3 separate regions of the Danio rerio genome follow, and regions 1 and 2 are each linked to region 3. A link is a contact called in public Hi-C data. All regions are on one chromosome and are shown on one strand. Each heading gives the region's core, a stretch centred on a gene start, on an enhancer-like site or on the middle of the called end of the contact. The rest is flanking DNA. Distances are from core to core; before and after follow the strand shown.

The links. Hi-C and Micro-C count contacts between places; a contact is called where the count stands out from the background.
Region 1: a Hi-C map of an unstated tissue shows a contact between it and region 3, with 4 times the contacts expected there. The contact joins the enhancer-like site here to the promoter of nr2f2 in region 3. A contact is called at or near these places in 4 of 18 Hi-C or Micro-C datasets (embryo, fibroblasts and an unstated tissue) and 2 of 4 datasets of contacts at active chromatin or transcription factors (caudal fin and embryo).
Region 2: a contact with region 3 is called in a Hi-C map of an unstated tissue, with 2.6 times the contacts expected there. The contact joins the enhancer-like site here to the promoter of nr2f2 in region 3. A contact is called at or near these places in 1 of 18 Hi-C or Micro-C datasets (an unstated tissue) and 1 of 4 datasets of contacts at active chromatin or transcription factors (embryo).

What each region holds. Positions count from the first base shown.
Region 1 is chr18:25,511,022-25,514,586 of GRCz12tu, reverse strand. No RefSeq gene overlaps it. Among named protein-coding and RNA genes, the nearest start is that of nr2f2, 210 kb to the right of the region's middle. Within about 2 kb of position 1,521, at least 24 of the 62 cell types and tissues checked have an H3K27ac peak or open chromatin away from gene starts, as enhancers often do.
Region 2 is chr18:25,442,270-25,445,724 of GRCz12tu, reverse strand. It overlaps a transcript of nr2f2 not described here. Among named protein-coding and RNA genes, the nearest start is that of nr2f2, 140 kb to the right of the region's middle. Within about 2 kb of position 1,899, at least 15 of the 62 cell types and tissues checked have an H3K27ac peak or open chromatin away from gene starts, as enhancers often do.
Region 3 is chr18:25,297,553-25,300,686 of GRCz12tu, reverse strand. nr2f2 (nuclear receptor subfamily 2, group F, member 2) reads left to right here and starts at 1,596. Exons shown (of 3, transcript NM_131183.2): 1 at 1,596-2,818. The coding sequence starts at 2,353.

The sequences.
Region 1 (3,565 bases), core at 272-2,771, 210 kb before region 3:
TTTTTTTTTTTTTTCATACAAATTATTATTTCAAGCTACTAAAGTGTTACTAAATGTCAGAGATCATAATGCAGTTTATATGTGTAAGTAAACAGAAAAATACTCGTGAATCACAAAATACATAAACTTAATTACAGCTTTTTTGTGCAGGTTTATTGAATTTTGTCTATAAAATTAACTGACTGGAAAATAATTCAAAGAATTTTCATTTTTTGTTGAACTATCCCTTTTATGAAATATTTGGAAATCAGATACACTCAGCAATGGTGGCTTTTGGTGGTGCTTACCATGGGAAACGTGTTGCTAGCTTCCAACACGGTAGGCAGTGAGGAGTGAGAGCGAATTACTAATGTAAACCCGTGGAAGCCAAGTGCTAAGCCTGTGCTATGTTTTGACACGCTTACCAAACAATAGCAGAATCTTCATCAATCTGGAGATTGAGGCTGCAGCTAAAGCCTCCACATGTGGCTGCATGGTATTGTGTTTAATCCAGAGAGTTTGAGAGGGAGAAAAAGAGAGAGAAAAAGGGGGCCCTGTAAATTCTGCAGGGCCAGGGGTCTCAATCTGTGCACGGCAGGAAGCTTCACTGGGTGGTTTGTTTAGCTGGATGTGATTTCGAGTGGCAGGAGGGGGTGTCGCCCAGTCATAAGGAGCACAATAGGGCATACTTTCTCAACACAGTTAATAGGCAATAATGACGTGGATGGCATCCAAGCACCTCCGTGGCCCACGTCTTCAGATTAAGATACCCTTAGGCCCCCCGCACACCCTTTCGTTTATTACCTCACTTCATTTATCACACCGGCTTCTTTCTAGAGAATTTACACGTGCGTGGTGGGATTTTATGTGAATGCGCTGTTTTTGTTAATGCACATTGTTTGACCTTTGTTGGGAAAATTACTTGCATTGAGGAAGGTAACTCAAGGCATTTCACACTGACTCACACACACTCTGCGGTATTTAGTCAGATCACCAGCCTTATTTTACAGACTGGCCATTAAGCTACACTATGATTAACAGGTAATTGAGGTCATGAAAGTAATTTTACAAAGGGAAACAGTTCCAACTGCTTCCAACATATAATCTCACCAATGTTTGGCCAAACATTCGGTTAACATATTGTACAAACATTGGAAGAAAAAGAAAAAAAAAGAGGAGGGAAAAAGGCAGCTCAGGAGTATCACGTTGCAGGAAATAAGCACTCGCCCTCTCTAAGTAACCGATTCCAGGAAAGGTTGGTAGAGAATGGAGGAAAGGAAAAAAAGATAGGGAGCCAGGGCCTGGGATTTTCGAAACACTGAACAAGATAGATTCTCTCCAAATCCTAATTGGAGAACAGTTGATTTAATTGGTATCCATTTGGCTGACAAAAGAAAGCAAGGGGTAGTGGGCAGGCAGGGAAGGCCCCTTGGGGGATGTGAACATGGAGTGGCTCTGCCGAACGCTCGGGGACGGATCACTTCCAAAGACAAACCGTGGGAGCTGGCAGGACAGATTGCAGCGGGATGGGGAATGGAGGGGGAGGGAGCGGCGGTGAGGGAATGTAGAGAAAGCCTTTCAGAGCAGAGCCATCTTTATTTTAGAAGAGCTGTTTGTGAGACTCTAAAACCACTCCGCCGCGCTCGGGGAAAGAGCTTGTAATAGGACTCTGACCCAAGGAGGACAGAGGGGTTACGGTTCAACAGTCCCTGCAACCTGAGGCCTCTTACCGCCCAGACGACTAAATTAAAGTGATCACAACAAACTAGCCAATGCGCTCCGGATTAACTTGTCCACTTGGCCTTTCACGTTCACTCTCCACTTTCTGATTAAAACGGTGACAAAAACATGAAAGTCCCAATTATTAAACAGGATTGACTTCTTCACACTGAGACAATTGATCTTTGAGGGTCAGTTCACCTCAAAATTTACATTGTCATTATTTACACTACAGTTGTTCCAAACCGGTTGTGCTCAGTGTGTGTTTTATCTATACAGTGTTTGTTTGGACCGTGATATAGATCAAAGCAATCTTTTTTGAAATATTATATTGCACAGATATTATTATTATTATTATTATTATTATTATTATTATTATTATTATTATTGTTGTTGTTGTTGTTGTTGTTGTTGTTGTTATGAGTATTATATTAGCATTATTATGATTATGGTTACTATTGTTGTTGTTATTATTATTATTATTGTTGTTGTTGTTGTTGTTTTTATTAATATTATTATTAATTATTATTATCAATTCTATTTTATTAATTATTATTATTATTATTAGTAGTAGTAGTAGTAGTATCTGTAGTAATTGTATATTATTATTATTTTTATTATTATTATTGTTGTTGTTGTTGTTGTTTTTATTAATATTATTATTAATTATTATTATCTATTATATTTTAGTAGTAGTAGTAGTATCTGTTGTAATTGTATATTATTATTATGTTGTTGTTGTTGTTGTTGTTCTTCTTCTTCTTTTTCTTCTTCTTCTTCTTCTTCTTCTTCTTCTTCTTCTTATTATTATTATTATTATATTAACTAGTTTGCCGGTTCCTTCTGTCTAACACAAACAAAGATATTTTAATACATTTCTTGGTATTTGCCTGTCCATACAGTGTTGCTTTGAAACCAATGGACCTCATTATAACATATAAAAACAATTTAAATTCATACAAGTTTGGGACTACATATTTTGTGAAATATCAGTTACATTAAAAAATAAAAATGCTGAGATTATCATTGACCCTATAATGATATTTATTTATTTATTTATTTATTTATTTATTTTTATTTTTATTTTTTTTTTTTAATTTATTTATTTATTCATTTATTCATTTATTTATTTTACAAAATCTTCTGCTTACCAATTTTGCTTAACAATGCTTTGATGTATTCCATCAAAAACACAGTATAACAGTAATATTTTATTCATTTAATATAACTGGTTTCTATGTGTACATTTTGTACAGTGTATTTTTGGTCTGTGATTCAAAGCTGAGTTTTCATGTAGGAAGATTGGATAAAATAGATACAAATAAACAAGATTTATGCTGCATTGTTCTTTTTTTTCGATGCTACTGTAACTAATGCACATGACAAATAATGATGAATTCATCGTACTGTACAGTAATAACGATCATTTGAAGTAAATCCTATTTGAACAAAGACAAAAGCTCTTATCTGGTCAACAGAGGTAGATGTACATGCTCTCTTTATGAAAAAAAAATCCTAAATTTAGAAAGCTGTAAGCATGTTTCATGGGCTGTGCATCTGTGTGCGTGTGGGATAAAGCGAGTGCATCTGTGGGCTGCCGAGGCCCGGATGTGCAGACAAGGGGAGACCCAGGTGCTGCACTGTTTTTATGGCCTCTGTGGAGAGAGAGGGTGGGGGACGAGGGAGAGAGGAAAACAGAAAGAGAAATAGAGAGAGAGAGACAGAGAGGAAGGGAGAGCAGGAGCTGATGACCTGGGGCCAGGCAACATAGACCTTCACTTCTGCCACTAGGGGACCCAGTCACTTCTTATCTCTTCCTCCACTTTCACTGCTCTGCCATCCACTGCTGCTACATTCTCTCTCTCTA
Region 2 (3,455 bases), core at 650-3,149, 140 kb before region 3:
TTTATGCACTAGGGTTGTCACGATACCATAAATTTAGCCTAGATACATACTACCTGAAGTATCAGGATACCAAGCAGAATCCAGATTCTGTATTAATTCATAACTCAAATCTACGAAATAAAGCAAATAGTCACAAATAATATATTGTATATGTTATAGTACTTAAGTTTAATTAGTTAAGCGCCATGGGTACAGACTCAGGGTTTCAGGTTTTAAAGCAGATGCTTTTTTCATGTGAAATGAGTTTAAAATATACTATTATTTTAATTTTGGTCCTGTATTTAACAATAAGACATTATTCGTCATTCTGAATATTTCACTTTTGTTTAACAGTTTTTGTTTGGGCCACAGAAAAATGAAGGCTTTTGACGCACCTCAAATGTTATTTGTTTTTTCGATTAGTTTGTAGATAACTGACCAACAAAAATACATTAATTAAGATTAACAAAATTCATTAAAAGAAGAGATTTTTTCAACCAAATTTTAAGTAAAAAATATTGTTTTCTTAGTGTTTCCTGTTGCTATTTTCAGTTTTTCTCTTGTATTGTTTTTTTTTTTTTTAGTCTTTTTTGGTAAGAATCCAGGTAATTTCAAATGTCACTTAAGTGAGTTGTTCTTAGTAAGAGATTGCGGTGCGGTATTCATAGCTAAATCATATTCACAGGAACAAAAAAGAACTGATCCAGATTAGGAAGTGTCAGTAAACCTGCAGTACTATAAAAGACACACATTCTACAGTTTGCAGCCTTAATGCAGACTGTTAAAATAAAAATTAAAATAAAGTGTTTACTGACTATTTGCTGGCACAAATACACAATTAGTCACAATTAGTGACTTTTCCACATGCAACATTAACCATTGTAGAACCATTAATAACCGATACTATCGTTTACAAACAGAGGCACTGCCAATATTTTGAAGTCATAGTATCGTGGTGCTACCGAAGTACCGATAAACTGATCAACCCTACTATGCACAGCTAAAGTTTTAAAGCCAACGATAAACTTTTGGTGAAAGCGTAATGTGACTATTTTCAATTTCACAAGGTTGTTTGTACAGCATTAATGCTATAATGTAATTACAATACATTAAGTTAAATAGACTTAAGCATTCATTTAGTAGTTCAAGCAGAAAACGAGATAAAAGATCATGGAACTGCTAGCGCCGTTAAGATCAGCAGGCTAGCACAGAAATTCCATTGAAAATACTGTTGTAAAATAATCTGTCATATTTTAAAGACATGGAGGGGGAAAAGGAATTTAATGCAGTGCTTCTTGTCCAATCTGAGACTCCTATATAAAACAGGCAGTGAAGATCACTGATTTTTAAAGAAATCGGATCTTAAATGTGACAATTTTGTAATGGAAAGACAGTTCACTGGAAGCCCTTGGGCTGCCTGGCTGAAAATTAAAAGTCTGTGTGCATATAGCCTATTTTATTTATCTTTAATTTTGAATAGTTTTATTTATTGTCTTTACAAATATTTAGCTTTAAAATGATCCTCCTAATGCACATGCAGTTTTAAAATTTGTCTATATTTGCAGTTTACCATCCATTGTTTTAGTTGTAAAATAAAATAAAAGTCCAAATATATCAGTGTTTACATGAATAGAAAATCCCCTCCTTTTTTTGAAAGAACAAAAACAAACGAGAATCTAAGTAGTCAGTCTCTCCTACTGTAAACCAATTGGGAAGCATTTAAAGCTCTATCCATTAGGTTTCAAATGAACATCCAGAGAGTCAGTCTATCCGTGCTCTTATTGACTGAAGATAATAAATAGTCTTTAAATTGTCCCTGAAATTGTGTCCAACGGTGATTACAACCGGAGCCATGCTGTGCCTGTGTACAATAAAGAGAGCGAGCAGGCGAGCGAGAGAGAGAGAAGGAGAAGGAGTAAGAGATGTGGAGTAAGACTGGATAAAAGTGAAAGGATACAGAGGGAAAAGGGGGAGGAGGTGGAGAAATGTGTGTGTGCACTTTCCTTTAATCATTGGGCTGCATGTTAAGAGCGGGACGGGACGGGATTGGGGGGGGGTGGCTGTGTATCTCAGTGTCTGTGGAAGGCCATGCGTATGGAGTGCTCTTTCACACATCTCAGTCAGGATTTCACGAGCTGTCAGTCCTCTTTTCAGATCCAGTGGGGTCTCTCCCTTTGACTCCTCTCTGTCCAATAGAGCTGGAGACAAGTCTCCTTTCACAATGTCTCTATTTTGTTCTTGCGGGATTCTTCAGAGAAATATTTTGCAAGGTACAAGGAAAGCGGCCTGCAACTGATGATTACCACCAATGGTTATCACTCAATTAAAGTGCAGATTTCGGAGATCATTTGCGGCAGTGATTATAGCTTTCCTTGGAAGGCTTTTAATTAAAAATCCTACACAGCTAAAAAATGATTTTTACTCTGTGTTTATATCTTCTGCTTTTTTTCTTCTTGCAAATTACAAATATCTAAACATTCTTCATATTATCCATATTTTGCTGTTTGTTCATTCTTTATTATATGTAATACTAATAATAATAATAATTTTTTCAAATAAAAGACATTTTTAAAAAGTTTTGCAAAAATTTTTCTCAACTAGACATTGGATGATAACCAGTTTTTAAGGTTTTCCGCTGTTTGAAAAAGTCAAGGTTTTAAAACCTTTAATATTGCTGCTATGGTCTTTTTTATCATGTACCAATATATACAGTTCCAAATAATTTTACAATTATTTTATTTAGTTTTTTAGGGCAACAGTAAAACAAACCACCACATCAAAAGCTACTGGTCAGCCGACAATTCAGGAAACATTTGAAAGACTAATCATAGAATAGAATAGAATGCCTTTTATTGTCACTGTACACATATACTATTTACATTATGCACATCGCTAGGACCAGACAGAACCGTGGACATTTTTTGCTTTTTTTGTGTAGAATTTTGTAAAAAATCTGCGGATTGGGAGTATCATAACTAAAAACTAAAAACTTGGTATGTACTAAAAACTTAATATATATATATATATATATATATATATATATATATATATATATATATATATATATATATATATATATATATATATATATACATATACATACACATACATACATTCGTCAGTCAGTCAATGTCAGTCAATGATTTATTTAAATTATTTAACCTGACTGTTTGCTGTTCCAAAATGTTATAAATGTTTCTTAAAATAAAATACATTGTGTTTAGTCAAAAAAGTTGTTTTGTGAGACATTTAAAAATAACATATTTTATAGCAGTAATCACAATACCATGATATCGTGATAGTTTAATCCAAGGTTATCATACCGTCAGAATCTTTTACCAGCCCATGCCTATTCTCAATGTAACTGAGGCTAGCTAGCCAAGTGCTATGCAGGTAAACCTCACTTCTCTGACCTGTAAAGGTGATCAAGTGGCATACGCTTGAGGCCATGGTCTTAAGTCTTCTTATTAGAGCAA
Region 3 (3,134 bases), core at 347-2,846:
AACCCGAGGAGCGAGAAGGGAGACACCTTATTTGACCACCCCGAGGCTCCCAGCTAACATCTATGTCAATTAACATAAGACTTCTGGGCTTCTTGTTTTTTCGCTGACCGTCATTTATCTTATGTTTAGGCGTTTTTCGAATGTATTGAGGGTTTCCTTATATCCATGTGATCCATGCAAGAATTTCGTGGAATAATTTATTAAATTATTTTGTAAGGTATATACGTGGTATTCCAAGGCCCTAAAAACATAGTAATCCTAAAATCTATAAGAAAACGTTGAATGCACCATTTATATATAAATAGCTAAGAACTGTTTGACCTTCGTTTTTAGGCTACCTCTAAATCTTTGCAATGCAATCAAAGTTGTCAACCAAAATATTTTTCAGGTGACTATTATTTTTATGGGCACACTCGTCATGTGTACGAAAGTTACATTAATATAAATTGATTCTGCTTTTGCAAACAATATATTAAATTGTGCTGATAACGGTATACGGCGTCAGTAGTAGCCTAATCAGTTATCCTTTTTTTGTGTACATGCACTAAAGACAGTCGATTTAAACATAAGACTAATGCATAAGTATTAGCCTACGAAAGTTTTATAGCTCATTTAGACTAATTTAATGAATACAGGCCCTATATAAATAAGTATGTGAATGCTCAAATTTATGATAAAATAAAGCAATTCTATATATATATATATATATATATATATATATATATATATATATATATATATATATATATATATATATATATATATATGCACCCTGTATTTAGTATTTTTAATATTATTCATTTAACAAGCTTTTCTCCTGTATTGCTTACAAAGTAGCATCTTGCGCGTCTTTGACATATATCTTGATTACAGTGTAAAGTGCTCGAACTTACATCAATAGTCTCTCGCGTATGTTGCTTGTTCCCTCGTGAACGCTCTCTGTTTTAAATGTATTTGTCGGTGCAATATTGACTTGATGAATGATATGCAGTTTCATGATTTATAACGAGGCGTTAATGCGGATTAATGGATTAATGGAACTGACCAAATCACACACGTTGCGGTCAGTCTATAGAGTGAATGGTGTGCAAGGCAAGTGGCAAGAACAAAAAATAAATAAATTTTGAATGGCAGTAATATCACTATCACGGACATATATTTCTTATCGTTTTGTGGTCAGATTAGAGGGACTGTAGCCTATAATTTAATATAGATTTACTTACATTTTTATAACATTTATTTTTAAAAATAAATGGATCTCTGGAGTGTGGAAACGGTGATAAAATATACGTCAAACGTGTATTTTATTTGAAACAAATAAAAAATATGACTGCATGTATTGCGATCATTTTTCCACGGAACTGTGTGCTTCTCTCTTTAGGACCAAGCGGCTCCTCGACCCTTATTCCTGGCTTTGGCAAAGAACCAAGTAGCACAAGTGCCGACTAGCCAATAGGGTTCAGGGGGAGGTCCGTGAGCTCTGACCAGTCAAACACAGTCACTTTCCATATATGGCAACTCATCTCCATGGTAACGTGTGCTAAGTTGCAGCAGTCGTGTCAAAGTTCACTATATAGAGAGCTCAGTGAGCTGATCAGAGAGAAAGCATTCTGCCAGCCCAGCGCCTACAAATCGCAGTCACTTCCTAACCTCCCCCTTTTTAACATATTTGATCACTTTGATTCTCTGTTCTCTCTCTTATTATTTTTACGCGCATGAAGGAGGTTCTATAGGTTGTGATCTTTTTGTTTTATTATCGGTCCTGCTTGCCGGAGAGTTGACTTCATATTTGACTCGAGCACAGGCTGCAACTGCGCGCGGCTGCTAGCGCTACCTCATTTGAAGAAAAGGAAGAAGCGGCAATATTTTTTGCCAGTTGTTGGTTTTCTACAAGACTTTACGCTGGAACTTCTCTTGTGTCGCAAGTATCTTTGAAAGCTGCGTGTCTCTGTGCGTCCGAACATCGCTCCACGCGTGAACTTGTTCGTCCTGCTCTGTTCGTATCTTCTTCCGCAGTGTTTATTTTCCATTTTTTTCCTTGATGGGTTTACTGGATGGATGACTGCAAGTGCCCCTGGACTTGGCCTCTAAGAGCAAGGCTGCTATTCGGCTTGCTTCAATTTTAACCACATGCCAGGTAACGCTATTTCAGTCAAGAAATAGACTACTGTTTCTCGTCGGTGCGCAACTTTGAACGGACATTCAGACTCTAACCGACCGTGCCGATCCTGAATTATTTATTTTACCCTCCTAAGTGATAGAGGCACCGTGCTGCGATATTATTTTTTTAAACAAAGCATTCCGAAACCAAAAACGGGGAACAAAAAGTTTTTTTAACGTTGACTGATAGATATGGCAATGGTAGTGTGGAGAGGCTCCCAGGACGATGTGGCCGAGACCCATGGCACCCTCTCATCGCAAACCCAAGGAGGACTATCCCTTCCGACCCCTCAACCAGGCCAGCTGGGTCTGACGGCCTCTCAGGTTGCCCCTCCGACCCCTCAGACACCCGTTCAAGGACCCCCGAACAACAATAACAACACACAGTCAACCCCGACGAACCAGACGACGCAGAGCCAGTCGGAAAAGCAGCAGCCACAGCATATAGAGTGCGTGGTTTGCGGGGACAAATCCAGCGGTAAACACTATGGCCAGTTCACTTGCGAGGGGTGCAAAAGCTTTTTCAAACGGAGCGTACGAAGGAACCTCACTTACACATGCCGTGCCAACAGGAATTGTCCCATTGACCAGCACCATCGCAATCAGTGTCAGTACTGCCGCCTCAAAAAATGCCTCAAAGTTGGCATGAGACGGGAAGGTATTCGGATTTTTGTTGTTTTACTGCTGTCTTTGTCTTTGTCTTCTGTATTTAGCCTGACTTAATCGCGCATGCTTCTTCCTGTATTTTATCCCCGACTCCTCTCTCTCAATCTGCCCGTCCACAGCATGCGAAGGAACCGCCTATAGCGCTCGAGACTGAGCGTTATCACGGCGCCCTTAATGCTCGAATAAAGAACACCCTCTCCTTAGCGACTATTTCGCATTGCACATGTTCGCAGCTTTAAACTAACCATTGCTTTTATTAGGCGACGAAAACATGGGTATTTGTCTTTATTTTTATAATCACTGCAGAT